Regions from separate parts of the Sus scrofa genome. Here regions 2, 3, 4 and 5 are each linked to region 1. A link is a contact called in public Hi-C, HiChIP or PLAC-seq and promoter capture Hi-C data. All regions are on one chromosome and are shown on one strand. The core of a region is the stretch at or near the end of the contact, and the rest is flanking DNA. Distances in the headings are between cores, read along the strand shown. Region 1 holds the start of SARS (serine--tRNA ligase, cytoplasmic). Region 2 holds the start of PSMA5 (proteasome subunit alpha 5). Region 3 holds the start of SORT1 (sortilin). Region 4 holds the start of LOC100624950 (cytochrome b561 domain-containing protein 1). Region 5 holds the start of SYPL2 (synaptophysin-like protein 2).

The links. Promoter capture Hi-C pulls out the DNA fragments that hold promoters and counts their contacts. Hi-C and Micro-C count contacts between places; a contact is called where the count stands out from the background. HiChIP or PLAC-seq counts read pairs in DNA pulled down with a chosen protein or histone mark.
Region 2: a contact with region 1 is called in a Hi-C map of liver, with 6 times the contacts expected there. The contact joins the promoter of PSMA5 here to the promoter of SARS in region 1. A contact is called at or near these places in 2 of 47 Hi-C or Micro-C datasets (heart right ventricle and liver) and 1 of 2 datasets of contacts at active chromatin or transcription factors (alveolar macrophages).
Region 3: a contact with region 1 is called in an H3K27ac HiChIP or PLAC-seq map of alveolar macrophages. The contact joins the promoter of SORT1 here to the promoter of SARS in region 1. A contact is called at or near these places in 2 of 47 Hi-C or Micro-C datasets (embryonic fibroblasts and skeletal muscle) and 1 of 2 datasets of contacts at active chromatin or transcription factors (alveolar macrophages).
Region 4: a promoter capture Hi-C map of fetal liver shows a contact between it and region 1, with 3 times the contacts expected there. The contact joins the promoter of LOC100624950 here to the promoter of SARS in region 1. A contact is called at or near these places in 2 of 5 promoter capture datasets (fetal liver and liver), 2 of 47 Hi-C or Micro-C datasets (heart right ventricle and liver) and 1 of 2 datasets of contacts at active chromatin or transcription factors (alveolar macrophages).
Region 5: a contact with region 1 is called in an H3K27ac HiChIP or PLAC-seq map of alveolar macrophages. The contact joins the promoter of SYPL2 here to the promoter of SARS in region 1. A contact is called at or near these places in 1 of 5 promoter capture datasets (fetal liver) and 1 of 2 datasets of contacts at active chromatin or transcription factors (alveolar macrophages).

Annotation. Positions count from the first base shown.
Region 1 is chr4:110,873,031-110,876,207 of Sscrofa11.1, reverse strand. It overlaps SARS (serine--tRNA ligase, cytoplasmic), which reads left to right and starts at 1,496. Exons shown (of 11, transcript XM_001925670.7): 1 at 1,496-1,790. The coding sequence starts at 1,655.
Region 2 is chr4:110,693,755-110,697,240 of Sscrofa11.1, reverse strand. It overlaps PSMA5 (proteasome subunit alpha 5), which reads right to left and starts at 1,812. Exons shown (of 9, transcript NM_001144901.1): 1 at 1,672-1,812. The coding sequence starts at 1,700. LOC102167065 (a long non-coding RNA gene) reads left to right here and starts at 1,902. Exons shown (of 2, transcript XR_303194.3): 1 at 1,902-2,351.
Region 3 is chr4:110,719,236-110,722,394 of Sscrofa11.1, reverse strand. It overlaps SORT1 (sortilin), which reads right to left and starts at 1,285. Exons shown (of 20, transcript XM_013997288.2): 1 at 870-1,285. The coding sequence starts at 1,181.
Region 4 is chr4:110,633,957-110,637,491 of Sscrofa11.1, reverse strand. LOC100624950 (cytochrome b561 domain-containing protein 1) reads left to right here and starts at 1,554. Exons shown (of 3, transcript XM_003355263.4): 1 at 1,554-1,797; 2 at 2,322-2,359; 3 at 2,917-3,535. The coding sequence starts at 1,650. The coding sequence ends at 3,420. It overlaps ATXN7L2 (ataxin-7-like protein 2), which reads left to right. Exons shown (of 11, transcript XM_021090075.1): 11 at 112-259. The coding sequence ends at 212.
Region 5 is chr4:110,661,776-110,665,132 of Sscrofa11.1, reverse strand. It overlaps SYPL2 (synaptophysin-like protein 2), which reads left to right and starts at 1,934. Exons shown (of 7, transcript XM_021090083.1): 1 at 1,934-2,243; 2 at 2,408-2,482. The coding sequence starts at 2,190. LOC110260359 (a long non-coding RNA gene) reads right to left here and starts at 2,401. Exons shown (of 2, transcript XR_002343532.1): 1 at 2,277-2,401.

The sequences.
Region 1 (3,177 bases), core at 247-2,746:
TTGGAGCAGTCAGGATTTTAAGGCCATCCTTCCAGTTATGCTGATGACCTTCTTAAAGGATTGGCCCAGTGCCTTCCTCCCCTAGACACTGTGGGCACTATGAGTACTGTGCAGCCCCAGCAGCACCCATCACTGTTTTGAAACTGAGCAAACAACACATGCTGGCAATGCCTTCACTGATATGGAAGCAGTCAGCTCCCACCACAGACTTTGAGAAGATTTCAAGGAACCCGACCCTTTGAGGACAGTCTTCTTACATGCTTTCTTCAGAGACTGTAGCTCCTGACACTTTCTTTCCACTGATTTTAAATCTAACAACCTAGGCAAGCAGAATCTAGGGGGGGAAACCCAGACAACTCCTCATGTGTCCCTCTAAAAGATCATTCATGCTTCTCCAACCCTGTGGGTTTTTTTTTGTTTTTGTCTTTTTGCTATTTCTTTGGGCCACTCCCGCGGCATATGGAGGTTCCCAGGCTAGGGGTCGAATAGGAGCTGTAGCCACCGGCCTATGCCAGGGCCACAGCAATGCGGGATCCGAGCCTACAACCTACACCACAGCTCATGGCAACGCTGGATCGTTAACCCACTGAGCAAGGGCAGGGACCGAACCCGCAACCTCATGGTTCCCAGTCGGATTCGTTAACCACTGCGCCACGACGGGAACTCCAACCCTGTGTTCTTAAATGTAGGTAAAGGGACAATCCAGTTCACCAAATAAGCAACTTAATAAAGGTATCTTTGGAGTTCTTCTGTGGTACTATGGGTTCAAGATCCAGCATTGTCACTGCAGTGGCTTGGGTTGCTCCTGTAGTGCAGGTTTGATCTCTGGCCCAGGAACTTCCACATGCCACTGTCCTGGCCAAACAAAAACAAAAACAAAAACAAAACAAAACAAAACAAAACACCGCCACCACAACAAATTTAAAAAGGAAAAAGAAAAGTATTCTAACTCAGGCAGGAGAGGAGGAATCTTGAGCTGAGGTAATCTGGGGACTAAAATGTGTAGGCACACTCAAGTCTCAAGATGGAGAAGAGAGTAGAGGTTCAGGGAGAGAGTCCAACCTTAGGACCCAAACTTCTACAGTCCAAACAGGCATTTATCGGAGGTGCCAGCTTCCAAGCCAGTAATTACACTAAAAGGCCTCTGCCTCGCCTTAGGTGTGCCCTTTAACATAAGGAGGAAACAGGCACTCACTTTTCTTTCATAGGGCAAACAAGAGCCCCTGCAGAGCAAGACAATTGATGAGAAAGCACAACACCTCCAACAAGCGGACCCGACCTGGACACAGCTCGAGAGGCCCGCGTCCACCTATCCCGCCCTCCTCCCGCGGCCCCGCCCTCCTCCCGCGGCCCCGCCCTCCTCCCGCGGCCCCCCCCCGCCCCGCCTCCTCCCGCGGCCCCGCCCCCCCCCCGCCCCCCCTCCTCCCGCGGCCCCGCCCTCCTCCCGCGGCCCCGCCCTCCTCTCCGCGGCCCCGCCCTCCTCTCCGCGGCCCCGCCCCCCACACAGCAGCTTCCGGCGAGAGGCGGGGCGTCCGCACGCTCTGCTGCGCCTGCGCGGGAAGGGCGGGCCGGCGCGCCGGGGTAGTGAGTCGGTCTCGCAGACTGCTGTGGCCCGAAGTGCATTTCCCTTAGTGTTGGTCCAGGAGGAGGAAAGATGGTGCTGGATCTGGATTTGTTTCGGGTAGATAAAGGAGGGGACCCAGCCCTCATCCGAGAGTCGCAGGAGAAGCGCTTCAAGGACCCAGGACTAGTGGATCAGCTGGTGAAGGCAGACAGCGAGTGGCGACGATGTAAGTACAGAGACTCGCGGAGTATCCCTGGATCCTAACCCCAGCTACATCTCTCGGATCTCGATACTGCTCCTGAGGCCATAGCTTCCACCCCTTGTCAGACCCCCTCCTAGGTTTCGGTGGCTCGGAAGCTCTCCCTATCACCCAGGGAGCCGGGACGGTCCCCACCTTTCCCTTCCCCCGGGGCGGTAAGACCTCCCTTCCCGGCGTGCGGGGCGCGGATCCCTGCTCCTGAGTCTGTGGGAAAAGAGCATGGCGCATGCGCGTTAAGAGCTGTCAAGCCTTCCGGCCGCAAGGGTAACCCAGAGAAAGTCGGGGCAGATTTTGTTGGGTAATGGGGGAGATTGCTCCCCTTTCCTAACACTTCTCTGTTTGGTCGCCTCCGGTCTTTTTATCTTCAGCAAAGCCAGAGTGGTCCCTATTTTGATAGACTCACAGGCTCCAGTCTGAGTCACATCTGCAGCGCAGTAGGTTCACTCCTCCCATATTGGAGGCATTTGGGGATTTTGGAGGCCGCTACTGGCTAAAAGCAGTGATCGCAGAGCTTTGGGGAAGGCAATCCCCCTGAACTGTGGGCAGTCCTTTAAGAACCGACCATGGGCTTCCATGGTAGATCAGACGTGGGCAGAGGGATGCGGTGAAGCAAGAAAAAACTCGTAATTACTGAGGCTGTTTAATTGTGATTTGTGGAAGTTTTCCGGAATAGACGTTGATGGAGTTGGGCTACAACCTGGAACTGATCCGGACATCTTTCGTGAGGCTAAATAAAACCATAGCACCCTCTGCCTATCAATCTTTGCCTAGATTAGTTGGAGTAGTCACTAATTGGCCGGATGCTGTCAAACACGTGGTTTATTTTGTCTGATGCAATAGGTCTGCAACCCGCTGAAACCCAGGTTTATGACGGCGCCCTGCAAAGTCAGTCACTGTCCCAAAAGGTGATGGATTTCTCTTAGGAAAGTTGATTTCCCTAAATTTATGTGTCACCCGGGTAGGGAAAGAGCTGAAGGAAGAATTGGAACATAAGGATATTGGGTACCAGGAGAATATTTGTTCAGCTCAGATTGTCTGCTGATTCTATGTATCACAGTCAAGTCCCTTGTGGAGAGATCCCACCACCTGAATCTGAATCTGAAGTTTTGAGTTGCAGTGGAATTAAATTAAATGGAAGGGGGAAAAACTAGACTGGACACTGTTTTACTGAGTCAGAAGTCTGAAGTAACAAATTTTTCTAGCAGTCTAGCCATTGTCCAGCTACTAAATGATTTTGAATGTCTCTTGTGTATAATGTACACGTCTGTGAGAAGTTCTGTCTTTTGCCTGAGGATTGGCTGTGTAGTGAGGAGATGAATTCTTCAGGGACAGTGTTGTGTTTTAGTCATCTGTA
Region 2 (3,486 bases), core at 563-3,062, 180 kb after region 1:
ATATTGAATACAATCTCTGATCAAAATTCCCAAAGTGTTGATTTGAGTTTCTCTAATGACATGAATACATTTCTAACTTATACTACAGTTACTTTGGCAGAGAGCCCTATAAAAGAGTCTCCCATGTGAGCACAAGGATCGTGATTTTTGTTCTCTGCCGTATGTACGACCAGCAACTAGAACAGTGCCTTGTACATGGCAAGCATTCAAGTACATTAACTATGTGAATAAAAAAGTACTGTATTTTAGACATTCTTGGGAAGATACAAATAAGGATAACACAAAACAGTTAATGAAGATATTAAGTAAATGATTACAGAAATCTTAATAAAGGCTTGCTGATAAGGACAACGATTTCCATCATACATGGCCTAATTCAAAATTGTATCACCCAAAGATGATTCTCTTCAATGCTCTGGAAGCTAAATACTGACTTAAAAAGTCATTTTATAAGACAGTAGGAAAACATCAGTTTTACTTCACATATATCTTCTATGAGTCAGTAAAAAGATTTTTGAAAAGTGGTAGTTTTAAGTGATAACCACCACTCCCACCCCCCCAACCCTGACATATGGAAGTTATCACGCCAGGGATCAAACCCACACCACAGCAGTAGCCAGGGCCACAGTATTAACAACGCTGGGTCCTTAGCTCGCTGAGCCACCAGGGAACTCCATGATAAAACTTTTGATAGATTCAATATATACTTGAAAAGAAATGCAGCTTCTCAAGCCATGTAGTATAAAGAAAACATCTGCTTTTCCTGGCTTTAAAATTCAAAAAAGCTTAATAGCTACCTGAAACTTAACTGACCAAAACAGAAACTGAAAGTTAAAAAGTATGCTGTAGGCATAAGTATGTACAAGTTAATATTACTTAACATTTCTAAGCTCTGAAAGGCTTTTTTAAAATAAATACAACAATCTCATAGTTTTGGTTTCAAAAACTGATTTGGTCTCAACATACACTTAAAGTAACTCGCTACACTGTTCAACCAGTCAGAAAAGCCTAGGGCTAGCTGAATCAGCACGGTGACAAAACTCTTAAGAATCATTCTAAATACCAGTTCCCATAAAATGAGAATCCTGACATCACATCTGGGCAAAGTTGAGACTGTCTTCGCGCTTTTGCAGAAACTACACAACACAGCACGCCCTTCTACACCTCGATCAAAGGAATGGCTGCTCTATTCCCACTACCAAGAAACAGGAAACGAGGTGGTCCTCCTAGAAGGAAAAAGAAGCTGAAACTAACAAACCCATTAAGTGATCTCTAACTGTTTTTCTTCCAGGCAGCACATTTACATTTTAAAAAGGCAGTCCCGCTCAGCACGAAAAGATGGACGGAAGTAGGGTGACTCCTGTTCTTCCCCGGGTTAAAGGTCGGAGTCACGGCCCCTCAAGCCTTCTTTCCCCAAGAACAAAGCGGAGTTTCTCGCTTCCGTGCCGACTCAGGACCCAGCAGTGACTCAGCGGTAGGACATGCGCGGCCCAAAACCGCAAGTTTAGCCTCGAGAATCACAGCGAGAGGCTGGGGAGGCCAAGAGATCCTCAGGCCCCGCCAGACTTGGGTTCCTGGGGAGCCCCCATGACACGGCAGAACCCAAGCCCAGACCGGGCCCTGGGCCCGCCCACCCGTAACCCCGATCCGACGTCCCACAACCACACAGACCTGTCGTACTCAGACCGGGTAAGAAACATGGTAACGGCAGGACAAAGCGACAGCGGCTACGCGGGGATTCTAAGGGCCAACACGAGTCCACCGGCACCCAGATCACCCACACCGCCACACCACTGAGGTCCCGCTCCCAACTGCGCGTGCGCCGGCGACCCCTTAAGCCCGCCCTCCTGCGTCAGCCTCCTATTGGTTGGTCGGAGTTCCCGCCGAGGTGATTGGACTAACGCGCTCCCCCGCCAGGCCTCGGTTGGTCCTGGGCGAGCTGGGCAAAGGTCGCTCTTCCGCTTTAAATCGCGAGTGGTTGCTAGGGGCGCTCGGAGCTGAAGGCAGGTGCTGAGAGTTCGCTTTTTCGAGAATGTGTGACCACGTCCCAAGGTTGGCAACTGGGAGAACTTGTATAGAAAGTTGAGCTGACTGAACCCTTGGCTGGATAGACTCCTCGCCGACTCCCGCAATCCCCGCCAGAGCACATGGGTCCCAGTCTCTCTTCGCCCTCTACCCTCCCGGCGTTTCGCAAGATCCCTGGCTCGTCCCGCTCCGGCGCGGATTTCCTCCAGGGCTCGACGTGAGAGGTGATGGGGTGCGCTACGGTGCATTCGGGCTCGTTTGTTGAGAAAAGTTAGTGAGGTTTAGTCATTAGGAAACCCTTCAAGCTTACGCACCGCACCATCAAGGTAATTTTCCCAGCATTTCCTTCCATTCCTCTCCCCAACCCCTGCCCCCTGTACAGGTTTTCGACTTGGTGACCCAGAACTCTGAATCCTGGCTTCAAATTGTTCACTGCCTTTTTCTATTATTCATGAAGAATTAGCTGGCAATGCCATCTTTTTGTGTGTTTCTTGCTTCCCTTCCCTAAGGGTAGAAAAGCAACTTCATAGCTTCATAGCTATGAACGAATGAGTTATTTGCTCAGGAAAGCCAGTTAGGAAGTCATTTAGTGGGCAGTTTATGACTAAAAGAGAAACGCCAGCGTTCTGTTTCCGGTAATGAGACACCACTAGGCAAGGCCTCAACCTCTCCAGGCCTGTCTCTCTCAAGCGAAGTTCATAACTTGGCCCTAGATTAGGTTTGTAAATGACCAAGGCATTTCAGTGGTAGAGGAAATGTAGAAATAAGACATTTTGGATATTGATATTTATTTTTCCCATCGTTTTATTTGCTACATTCTTGAGTTCACCAGGAATTTCATTTTGTGGTTCCCTAGCCAAAAGAAGTTTGACCCTGATAAAACTGAGGAGACACTCCAAGTGGCAATCCTCAAGGATCTGTTAGATTTCTGAGAAAAGAATTATATCCTTTAGGTTTCTGGTTAGCTCATGTGGCCTTACTATTGAAAAATGTTAGTTAAGTTCACTATGCTTGCTCTTTTGAAGTTCTTTTGAAATTACTGGGGAGTTCCCGTCCTAGCTTAGGGGTTAATGAATCTGACGAGCATCCATGAGGACGCAGGTTCAACCCTTGGCCTTGCTCAGTGGGTCGGGGATCTGGCGTTGCTGTGAGCTGTGGTATAGGTTGCAGACATGGCTTGGATCCTGCATTGCTGTGGCTGTAGTGTAGGTCAGCCACTACAGCTCCAATTCGCCCCTGGCCTGGGAACCTCCATATGCCTTGGGTGCAGCCCTAAGAAGCAAAAAAATAAAAAAAATTTTAAAAAAAAGAAAGAAATTACTATGTAGGAACTCTATATATACCTACATAAACATTACCTATATACCTGTATAGGTACTCGAGCTTAATAATATTTCCTGAACATCCAGGGGTGCAAGGTGCTCTGCAGCCCATACTAGTATCAGATATGGTGGTGAATGT
Region 3 (3,159 bases), core at 36-2,535, 150 kb after region 1:
AAAAAAAAAAAAATGAGGAAGACGCCCAAGGTGCAAGGAGCCAGGACATAGCCAACAACTGGCTTTGTCAACCAGTAGTACTATGCAAAGGTTGAGCTGCTTATCCCCAGAGACAGAACTGCCATAATTTTTAAAGTTTTCGACGAGGACCTAACTCAAAGCAGAATATCTGCAACGTGTTAAGTGTTGGAAATCTTGTTACAATGGGATACAGTCCAATGCCATGACAGAAGGTCAAATCGAAGGCGTAAGAGAGATCATATACGTACTATCAACCCCACTGCCAAGCTTGTTCCTTTAGCCGTTAAAACACACAGTAATCTAATAACTGCTCTGGGATTACTGAACACCCGCCTACCCACCCAGAAAGTACTGACCCGGCGAAGACACACCTTTGCTTCTGCGTAGCCCAACTTCTCCAAGCACTTAAGAGGTAATTACTCCTCCAGCTTCCTGGTGGGGTATAGCGTTACTGGATCCTAATTATTTATACAGACGGAAAACAACGACGCTCGAGAGATTTTGACAATTAAACAGAAAAATAAAAGTAAAAAAAAAATTAAAAAAAAAAAGAATCCCGTGAAAGTCAAAGCCTGCCTCCCCTGTGACGAAACATGCTCGGCCGCGGCATCTGAGGGCAGCTCCCCGGGCCCAACTCGGCCCGCCCGCCGGCCAGCCGCAGTTTCGGGGCTGCGGCCGGGGGAGCGCGGGCCAGCGGGGCTGGCGAGCAGCCGGGGTCTCCTCCGCGGGGACGCGAGGCGCACGGACAAGACAGAGGGCCGGGCTGCGCTGGCGGGGCGGGCGGCCGCCAGGGGCCCGGGGGCAGCACCTCACAGTCCGGGCGGTGCCCCGGCCCGGCGCCCGCTCACCTGGTGTGTGTTGTTGGCCAGCCTGGCGACGAAGTCCCGGACCCCGCCGCAGTCCTCGTCCTCATCGAGCGCGCTGCGGCGCCAACGGCCGCCGCGGGGAACCGGGCCCCCAGGCGCGGCCGCGCGCAGCCCCCAGCTCACCCCGACGGGGCCGGACCAGCGCGACAGCGGCGCAGCGGGCGGCGGCGGCGCGTCCAGCCGGTCCTGGCCGAGGCTTGCCGGCGGCAGCAGCTGGAGGAGGAGGAGGAGAAGGAGGCCGAGGCCGTGGGGCCAGCGCGAGAGGCCCTGCGCAGCTCCCCGGGGCCGCTCCATCGCCGCCGAATGCCGACGCCGTCGACACCTGCCGCCCGGCGCGCCCGCCCACCCCCGCCGGCGCCGCCCACCTTCCCCCCCCTTGCTGGAGCCGGCGCTCCCTGGATACGCCAAGCCAGACCTCTCCGCCCATAGGCTGGCCGCCTGTCTTTCTTCCCCGGTCCACTGCTGATTGGCTCGCGGCGCCTCCTGCTTAGGGGGTCCTGGATTCGGATGCCAAGATGCGGGGCTGATTGGCTGGAACGTGGCAGAGACCGCTGAGGTCATCCCCCCATCGCCCGGCGTCTCCCAGGCCGGGCTTCCAGAGTTAGCATGGGGAGCTTCCCTCCTTCTCGAGAAGCCCCCAACTCCGTGGGGCCCCGACCCCTAGCTCCTCCCTCTGGCACCCTCAAGTTGGGGCTGAATTGGTCCCTTCTTCCCCAGAGACACCCTTAAAATTCCTTGGGTTGCTGCAGCGCCTGGAAAATCTCCTCAGGGAATCCCTGAGCTCGCTTAGCTGGAAATGGGGGCTCTGTCATTAACCGGTGCGTCTGGCTTTTAACCCTTGCAGGGTTGGAGTGCCCCATTTGTCTACAGTGAGTGAGAGCTGTGTGGGCTAAATCTCGCGGAGGCAGATAGACATTAGGACATCCGTGACTCATGCGAGCCCGAAGAAAATTCTCTCCTCACTCATCTTCCTCTTCTGCAGGGAGTTAACCAAAGGAGGAACTGCCTATTGGTTTTCCTGGAGTTAGAAAGTAGCTTAGACATAAGGGACAGGTAAAAGGGGGACAGAATTGCCCAGTGCCTAATTGAGAGATGATCATTGTATAGATGCGTATCTGTCTTTACCAAAGTGTTTTAACCCTGCAGTGAGTGCATTGCACAAGTTTGGTGTTCGGTATATGATGTCCCTTAAATTAGCATCCTGTCTCCAGTAAATAAAACAAAACCCCTACACTGTTCCGTTTATCGCAGGAAGGAGAGGCACATTATTCTGGAACACACAGTGGAAGTAAAACCAGTTTTAGATATCCTCCTTATTGACTCTTTGGAATGCTAGAAGTTGCTCAGTAGAAAAGGTAATAAGTAGGAAGATATGAAGTATACAAAATGTTACACCTAAATAAAGCAGCTAACAACTACTTTTAATTATAAACTGGAGGTAAATCCAAATGAGAATATATTCATTGTAGAGCAAAATGAATGGTGCAGGGCACCCAACCCAAGGCTTACATTAAAATCCTTCTGGTTGTGTTAATTTGCAACGACTTACATTTTTTACATTTATAAATTTACATTTTGTCAGAACAACCATAGCGAGAGGTGACAAGTTAAAGGTATTTTTAAATGGCATCTGAGCAGGATGGTAAAAATTGCTAGAATAGTCTTCCAAGTTCTCAGCTACTGAACTGACAAAGCTCCATGAAAACTGGGGAACAATTTGTTCCTTTCCATTAACTACAATGTGTCAGATAATTTTTTAATACAGCACTATTTTTTAATCTGTGCCAACTGTGGAGTAGATCACAAGACAGTCAGTTCCAGTAGCATGTGATTAGCTGGGGGGAGACTAGGGGCTGTACAGGAATATTTCTTTGTTTGGGTGACACAAAGATGTCTATTGTCTGTCTGAAAAGAAAAAAGCCAACTCAACAGTGCCATCTCTCGGAGAAACGACTAAGTAAACGCTAACTCAAATTGTTGGAATTACCTGTACTTTTGCTTATTAATACATTGCTTTTAGGTATCATTATATGCTTACAGAGTATATATTTCCTTCCTCAAACTGTATCAGCTGCTAGGGACCTGGTACCTGGCATATGGTACTGAGAAAATATTTGAATGAATTGTTTTAGTATTTCACTTCTGTCTAAATGACACAGGCAATAAACACAAAAGTTGCATCATCAGATCTCCTTTGTGAAATATTGCACCTAAGACTTAATTTACAGAACTAAAATATATACATTTATCTTATTGTTAAAAACCATATTTT
Region 4 (3,535 bases), core at 305-2,804, 240 kb after region 1:
TCGGGAGGAAATCAGGCCTTACTTTTATGGCCTGTGCAGTGACAGGAGGATGGGTAGACCCCCTCCCGCCCCCCAGCCTGACCCTGTCTCTTGCCTGTTGTCTTCCTGCAGTCAAAAGCCCATTAACGAGAAAGTGCCTGCCCACTGCGATGGAGACGCCAGCACCTCCTCCCCTCCAGATCCGGGCCCCAGGCTGCTGCCGCTTTTTATAACTTTATATTATTTTTTTTAAGAAAAAAAACTCTTTAAAATACCTCAAGACTGTCTCCCTGTTCTGTTGCTGCTAAGAAAATACAAAAACAAACATAGAGAAGGAAGCAAAGAAATGTAACAAAACGAGTGTCCTTACTGTCCCCATCCGCACCCCAGGAGGCTGAGATGATAGGCAGCCAGGCTCCAGCTCCCATCGCTTGCCTGCAGAAAAGTCTCTTAGGCTTGTACATTTTTTGTCCTTTAAAACTGTGGAAATGGCTGGGGGTGGAATCACTGTGGGAGTCTCAGGATGAGGAGGCATGTGCGGCTCCAGCTCTGAGTGAGCAACAGCCACAGGAACTACAGTCCCATTAGGAAAGGAGACCGGATGGGGGAGGGGAGCCACACCCCTGGCCCGGCTCTTGGATCTTTGCCTTGAGGGTCTGTGGGCATCAGCTTGTGGCTCTTCTCTGGTCTTTGAGCAACCCTAGGCCTCCATCCTGTCTCCACATTATTGCCTCACGTTTCTTCAGCTCTTCCTGCCTCTTGCTAGCAGCCTTATTTTCTCAGCCACTGGAGCTTAAGTGGGTAACTGCACCCAGGACGGCCTGCTTTGGTCCCTTTTTCTCCCTGACCTGTGGGTTTACCCATAAGGAAGGGGCGCAACCTCTTTAAGCCGAACCACACCTTTTTTGGAGGCAGGAAGGAAAAGGGTATGATCACATACAGAACTTCCCTTGATGTGGGAGGCAGCGGGCATGTGGGAGGCCCCAGTCCCTCAGGATCACCTGGCTCCCCAGGGCTGAGCAGATGGTGTGGAGGCGGCCAGCGCTGGGAGTGCCCTAGTTTTTCCATTTGTCTCACTGGGGACAACAACCACTGCGCAGATAGGGGATAGGACTGTTGCATGGCCCGCCTTTGGTCCTCAACCCTGAATTTACCAGGCACAGGGCACCAGATTCTAGCTTTATTCTTTCAGTCTTCTTACTTTTAAGCAGAGGGGAATCTTATTCCCTTAAGACGAAAGAAGGGATGATGGGAGACAGTGGCCAACCGGGGAAATTCAGTATTTCTGGAAAACTGCTCAAAACACGGGTTTCACACGCTTGGCCCAGTGTACCAGATTTGTGATGTGGGTGAAATCAGTTGTCATAAACATAATTTCCACAGGCTGCCTGAGACACCAGCCCCATAAGCCCTTGTAGACATCAAAATGCAAATGAGGCTGGCTGAAGGAAAGCGCTGGGCCGGGAGCTGTCCAGTCGCCTTCTGCCCTCGGGGCTCTCCGGGGCCGAGGCTCTTTCCCCCCAGCCCCCAGAGGGCGCTGTGGGCGCATCCGCCGTATTGCCGGCGGCGTCCTGGGGAGGAGCTTCTCCCGCAGCCAAGGCCGCCTCCGCGATCGCAAACCCGGAAGACGTGCCCCGGCAGCTGGGAGGGTGCGGCGGCCGGGGACCGCCATGCAGCCCCTGGAGGTAGGTCTGGTTCCCGCTCCGCCGAGGGAGCCGAGACTGACGCGTTGGCTGCGGAGAGGCTGTGGGATCTTGGCACACCTGGTCGCTTTGGGCTTCACCATCTTTCTGACTGTGCTGTCCCGGCCGGGAACCAGTGAGTGGGCACGGGGGCGGGGCCAGGGGACGGGGCGGAGCCGAGATGCTGGAGGGGCAGAGCCCGGGAGCGCTAGGAGAAGCGTGGAGTGGGGACCCTAGCAGTGGAGGGGCGGACTGTGGAAGGGTAGTAAGGGCGTGGTGGGGCGTGGCCCTGGGGGTGGGTCCTGGAAGGGTGGGGCTTTGGGTGCCGGGAGGAGAGGAGACGACTGAAGTGAACGGAATAAACTCACTAGTTCATCATAAGCGGAGCCCCTCACGGACGATCTAAGTAAAGGAGGGAGGCCACGATCTATTCTAGGACTTGGCTGATTGCTGCGAGGCGCTGAATTGGGAACTCGGGCCAAACTGGTTTGTTTGCCCTCTTGGTTGCTCCACTTTGTGCTGAGTTCCTGATTGCTGATTAGTGTTGGAGATAGTACACTGTGACTTTTCTTCTCCAGCCAGATTCTTTGGGCTCCAGCCGGCCAAACGCGGGCAGAAAGAATGGTGCCCAGCCGTCAGTCTGTTCTCTTTGATTCTTAGGTTTTTTCTCCTGGCACCCTGTATTCATGGCCTTGGCGGTGAGTTTGGGCTTCTTTCTGCAGGTGATTTGTTTGGATATTCCCCTAAGGAAGCATCCAGCCTTGAGAAGGCTCAGCCTTTCTAAGGCTCAGAGAGGTGGGGGAAATGGCCAGGGCCCCATCTTTCCCTGCAACTTAGGAGATCAGGGCACACAGAAGGCTGGGCTCTAGGTAGTGTCAGGTGGTTGAAGGGGGTGGAGGGCGTGGAAGACACCATTTTTTCTCTGCTAAGGCCTGAAAGGAGGAATTGGAAGGGTGTTCTCCAGTCGCTCCCGATCCCCAAAGTTCAGTAGGAAGTTTACCATTTGCCCTTCCCCTTGGTCAAGACGTGGGAGTCATTGTGGAGGGGGTGGGGAGGGGGCTGGATGTCAGCCTGAATCATTGAAGTGTGGATTCCCAATTCTGCCCAGAAATGCTGACCTGGGAGGCAGGGGGTCCTGGTGGGAGTTCTTAGCCCCCACCCTTTGTCCTCATTGTTTGAATATATGAGGGCACCTCCTTTTTCTTAGGCCTCCAAGCTGGGCCTGAGGCTCACTAGCCCTCTCCTATGTTCACAGTTCTGCCTCTGCATGGCTGAGGCCATCCTACTCTTCTCGCCTGAGCACTCCCCGTTCTTCTTCTGCTCCCGAAAGGTCCGGATCCGACTCCATTGGGCAGGGCAGACCCTAGCCATCCTCTGTGCAGCCCTGGGCCTGGGCTTCATCGTCTCCAGCAGGACCCGCAGTGAGCTGCCCCACCTGGTGTCCTGGCACAGCTGGGTAGGGGCTCTGACATTACTGGCCACTGGTGGCCAGGCACTGTGTGGGCTCTGCCTCCTCTGTCCCCGGGCAGCCAGGGTCTCAAGGGTGGCTCGCCTCAAGCTCTACCATCTGACTTGTGGACTGGTGGTCTACCTGATGGCTACGGTAACGGTACTCCTGGGCCTGCACTCTGTGTGGTTCCAGGCCCAGATCAAAGATGCAGCCTGGTACCTGTGCCTGGCGCTGCCCCTCTATCCAGCCCTGGTAATCATGCATCAGATCTCCAGCTCCTACTTGCCAAGGAAGAAAATGGAAATGTGAGTTCCTCTGAACTCTGAATCTAAATGGGACACTTAACTCGGACTTCAGTGGCTCCTTGGGTGACCTTCAAGGATCCAGTTCAGAAGTTGTAGGGTTTTTGTACTTCATAGCTGGG
Region 5 (3,357 bases), core at 685-3,184, 210 kb after region 1:
TTCTTAACTCACTGCACTCCAGTGGGAACTCCTTGTGAAATTTTTCTTTCAATTTAGACAATGGGTCATGACATAAAAATTTGTTTCTTACAGGGTTTGTGTTTTAAAAAAGAAAGGAAGGTTGGAAACATAGTGCAGTGGACCAGCCTAAGCACATGTGCACAAAGACATGCAACACGGCATTGTTTGTGAGAATAGATGTTTGGAAATAACCTCAATGTCAATCAGTACGAGAGTAAGTGAATAAATACACTTGATGTGTGTATATAGCAGAATTCCGTATAGCTAAAAGGAACAAACTAAAGGTACGTCAGGCCAGACAACTTTCATAAACACAACATTATGTAAAAAAGTAAGTTTAGGAAGGTTATTTTAAGCATCCCATTATTTTGATAAAGTTTAAAATAATTTGAAAAACAATACTATGATAAATATGCATTATTTCTAGATACAGTCACATATATACAGAAAGTAACAAAATAGACATGAGGCTAATAAAAAAAATGCAGGATGAGATAGTGGTTACTTCTAGGGAAAGAGGAAGAAGGGGGAGGATAAGATGAGGATATTGCACAGGGTTTGATTTTATATGCACTTGTTATTTTGTTTTTAAAGAATAGGATTGAGACAAACAAGGAAGAGTGTTAACATTTAACAAGGCTAGAAGGTAGGTCTGTGGATTTTTGCTGTGTTATTCTGATACTTTCTTGATTGGGTTGTATTCTGTACATGTTGTAGACACTGGTAATAAGTACATTATTTCATATTTGTGTTATGTTATGTGGGCATTTATATAGCTTCCGCAACTAAAGCCTCATGATCACTTTATGAAATAAGGACATAAATTGTTGTCCCTGTTCCACAGCAAAGGACCCTAAGAGCACAGGATAATTTATTCACAACTGGATTGTGGACTCAATAGTTCCTTGTTTAGCCTAGATTTGCAAGGAAGTCCACTGGAGAAGTTTCCTTTAAGCCTAGGTGACTTGACCCCAGCCATTCCCTCCACCCCAACCTTGGAAGGCACTTAATGGGGAAATGAATTGTATTAATAACAGCTAAATATTCAAAAAGCAGTCATTCTAAAGTACAGGAAATACCAGAAGGGACCTCCAAAAAGACTGTGAGGCAATGGATTCATATTTACGAGCCAGTTCTTGGGCGGTGAAAGTGAGTTCCCTGGCCCCCACCACTGGCTCACACTCAGTGACCTTGGGCAAATCACTTAACTTTTCAATACTTACATTTACACTCAGGCAAACTGAATGTGTAATACTCATCATTAAACATTCGGGCTCCTGCAAACACGTTTTGAAAATTAGGGGCAAGATTAAGGTGGATTGTGTGCAACAACATCAATACACATTACACACCTCAAAGACTATCTTCACTCATTTAAATGGTGATGGCTATTTTAAAGGAGTTTCAAATGATTGATAAATTAGTAACACAGAATGGCTTTTGTTGTTAAAAAAATTAAAGCAATGCTTAACCAGACAGAATAAAAAGTGAGAAATTATATATTCTATTGCCCTTTTCGTCTGAACTGGCTCTTTAAGATTTTGGAAGCAAGTGGTGTGTTAACCATAAGCTTTAGAACTTTATTTCAGCACTGGTAATGCCTTTATGAGAATCCTTTAGGTTCTGAGTATTACGGTGTGGAAGAAGAGAAGACGGCGTAGAGCACCTTCAATTCCAGGAAACTTGGGAAAGAGAAACTAGCACGCCAGGCTAGTTCCCACCTTTGGCCATGAGGTTGGAGCGGCCGCGGTGTCTTGCTGGGGACCAGCCCTGGCAAAGAATCCGAGCCCCCTCGCGGCCGAACTGCCCGCCGAGGCCACAGGTCCCTTTAAGGCGTCCTGCGGGCAGGAGCCCGGGAGCGAAGTGGGCGGGAGCAGGGTTAGCAAGCGCATGCCACGTGACGCGGCTGCCAAGTTGTTCGCGAGTTTGACAGAAGTTTGAATTGGACTCGGGGGTTTTCTGCAGCCGGCGGGGCACAGCGGCGGCCGCGGCCTCAGCGAGCGTGAGCAGCAGCGCCCCCACGACCCACCCCGGCAGCCTGGATCCCGGGCCATCGACGGTCGCTTGCGTTCCGGCTTCGCCCGCCTCCCGCTCCCCGGGTCAGCAGCCCCCAGCCCCACCGCGACCCCCGCAGCCCCCGCACCGCGTCCCGGCCCCGCCGCGCCAACATGTCCTCGACGGAGAGTTCGAGTCGCACCGAGGACAAGTCGCCGCGCCAGCAGGTACTCCCCGCGCGCCCCTGGGAGCTTTCTCACCGCCCCTTCGCCACCTGGGTGTCGGGTCGACCCTTATTCCGCCCCTCTTCTGGGTGTGAGTGGGAGGAAGGGGGCCGGCGATTTCCCGGGTCCCCCACCGTCCTGACCCGGGGCCGGCCCTGTCTCCGCAGGTGGACCGCCTGCTCGTGGGGCTGCGCTGGCAACGGCTGGAGGAGCCGCTAGGCTTCATCAAAGTTCTCCAGTGGGTGAGTAGCTGCCCCAGCCGTGGGCTATTTCGGGAGCCTGGACTGTGACGCTGACCCGAAGCAATGCGGCCGGAGTGGGGGGCGGGGAGGTGCTGCGGCGGTCCCCACGGAAGGGTGGGGGGCGGCGACAGGTGGGCGGGGGAGGGGCGGGCTGGGGCTGCTTCCCCAGCACTTGATGGCAGGCGAATGAAGAACGAGGCATGCGGAGTCCCGGATTCGGTCCTTCTATGTGCAAGGAGCCTTTGCCCAGGGCGCTCACATTTCACCCAGGCGAGCGGACCCGGCTGTAACCTTTCCAGAACTCTGATCCTGCACATACCGCTCGTTGGTGGCAGGAGGGGGGAAGAGGACAAGGGGGATGAGGAAAGCTGCAGAGGGCAGAGGAGGGAAGGAGGCAGGCGATGGAAACCATCCTGCCCCCAAACCCACCATGACCTGACTGATCCTGGAGGTGGGCTCGAGGGACAGGGTCCTGGCTGGCTGTGGCCTTGTTGAGGTCACTGGAGTAACCTCTCTCTGTAAGTGCGAGAGTGGATGAATGAATGTATATGGTTCATGGCTGTAGGATTAAATAAAATTTAAAAAAATTAGACAGTAAAAACCAGTGTGACGAAAATGTGGCTCATAGCATAAAAAAAACAAACAAACAACAATAACAACAGAAAACAACAACAACAACAACAAAAAACAAACATGAGTTGGAAAGCTGCGGCCCTGGGTTCCAGATCTGGACCTACCCTACCCTTTCTATCTATGTGACCTTGAGCAAGTCTCTTCTTTGGACTTGAGTTTTTAATATCAGTCAAAGGATCAGACCATCCCGAGGGTCCCTCTCTGCTCTAAATGGGTTGGCTTGTTAGAACCTTGCCCTTGGT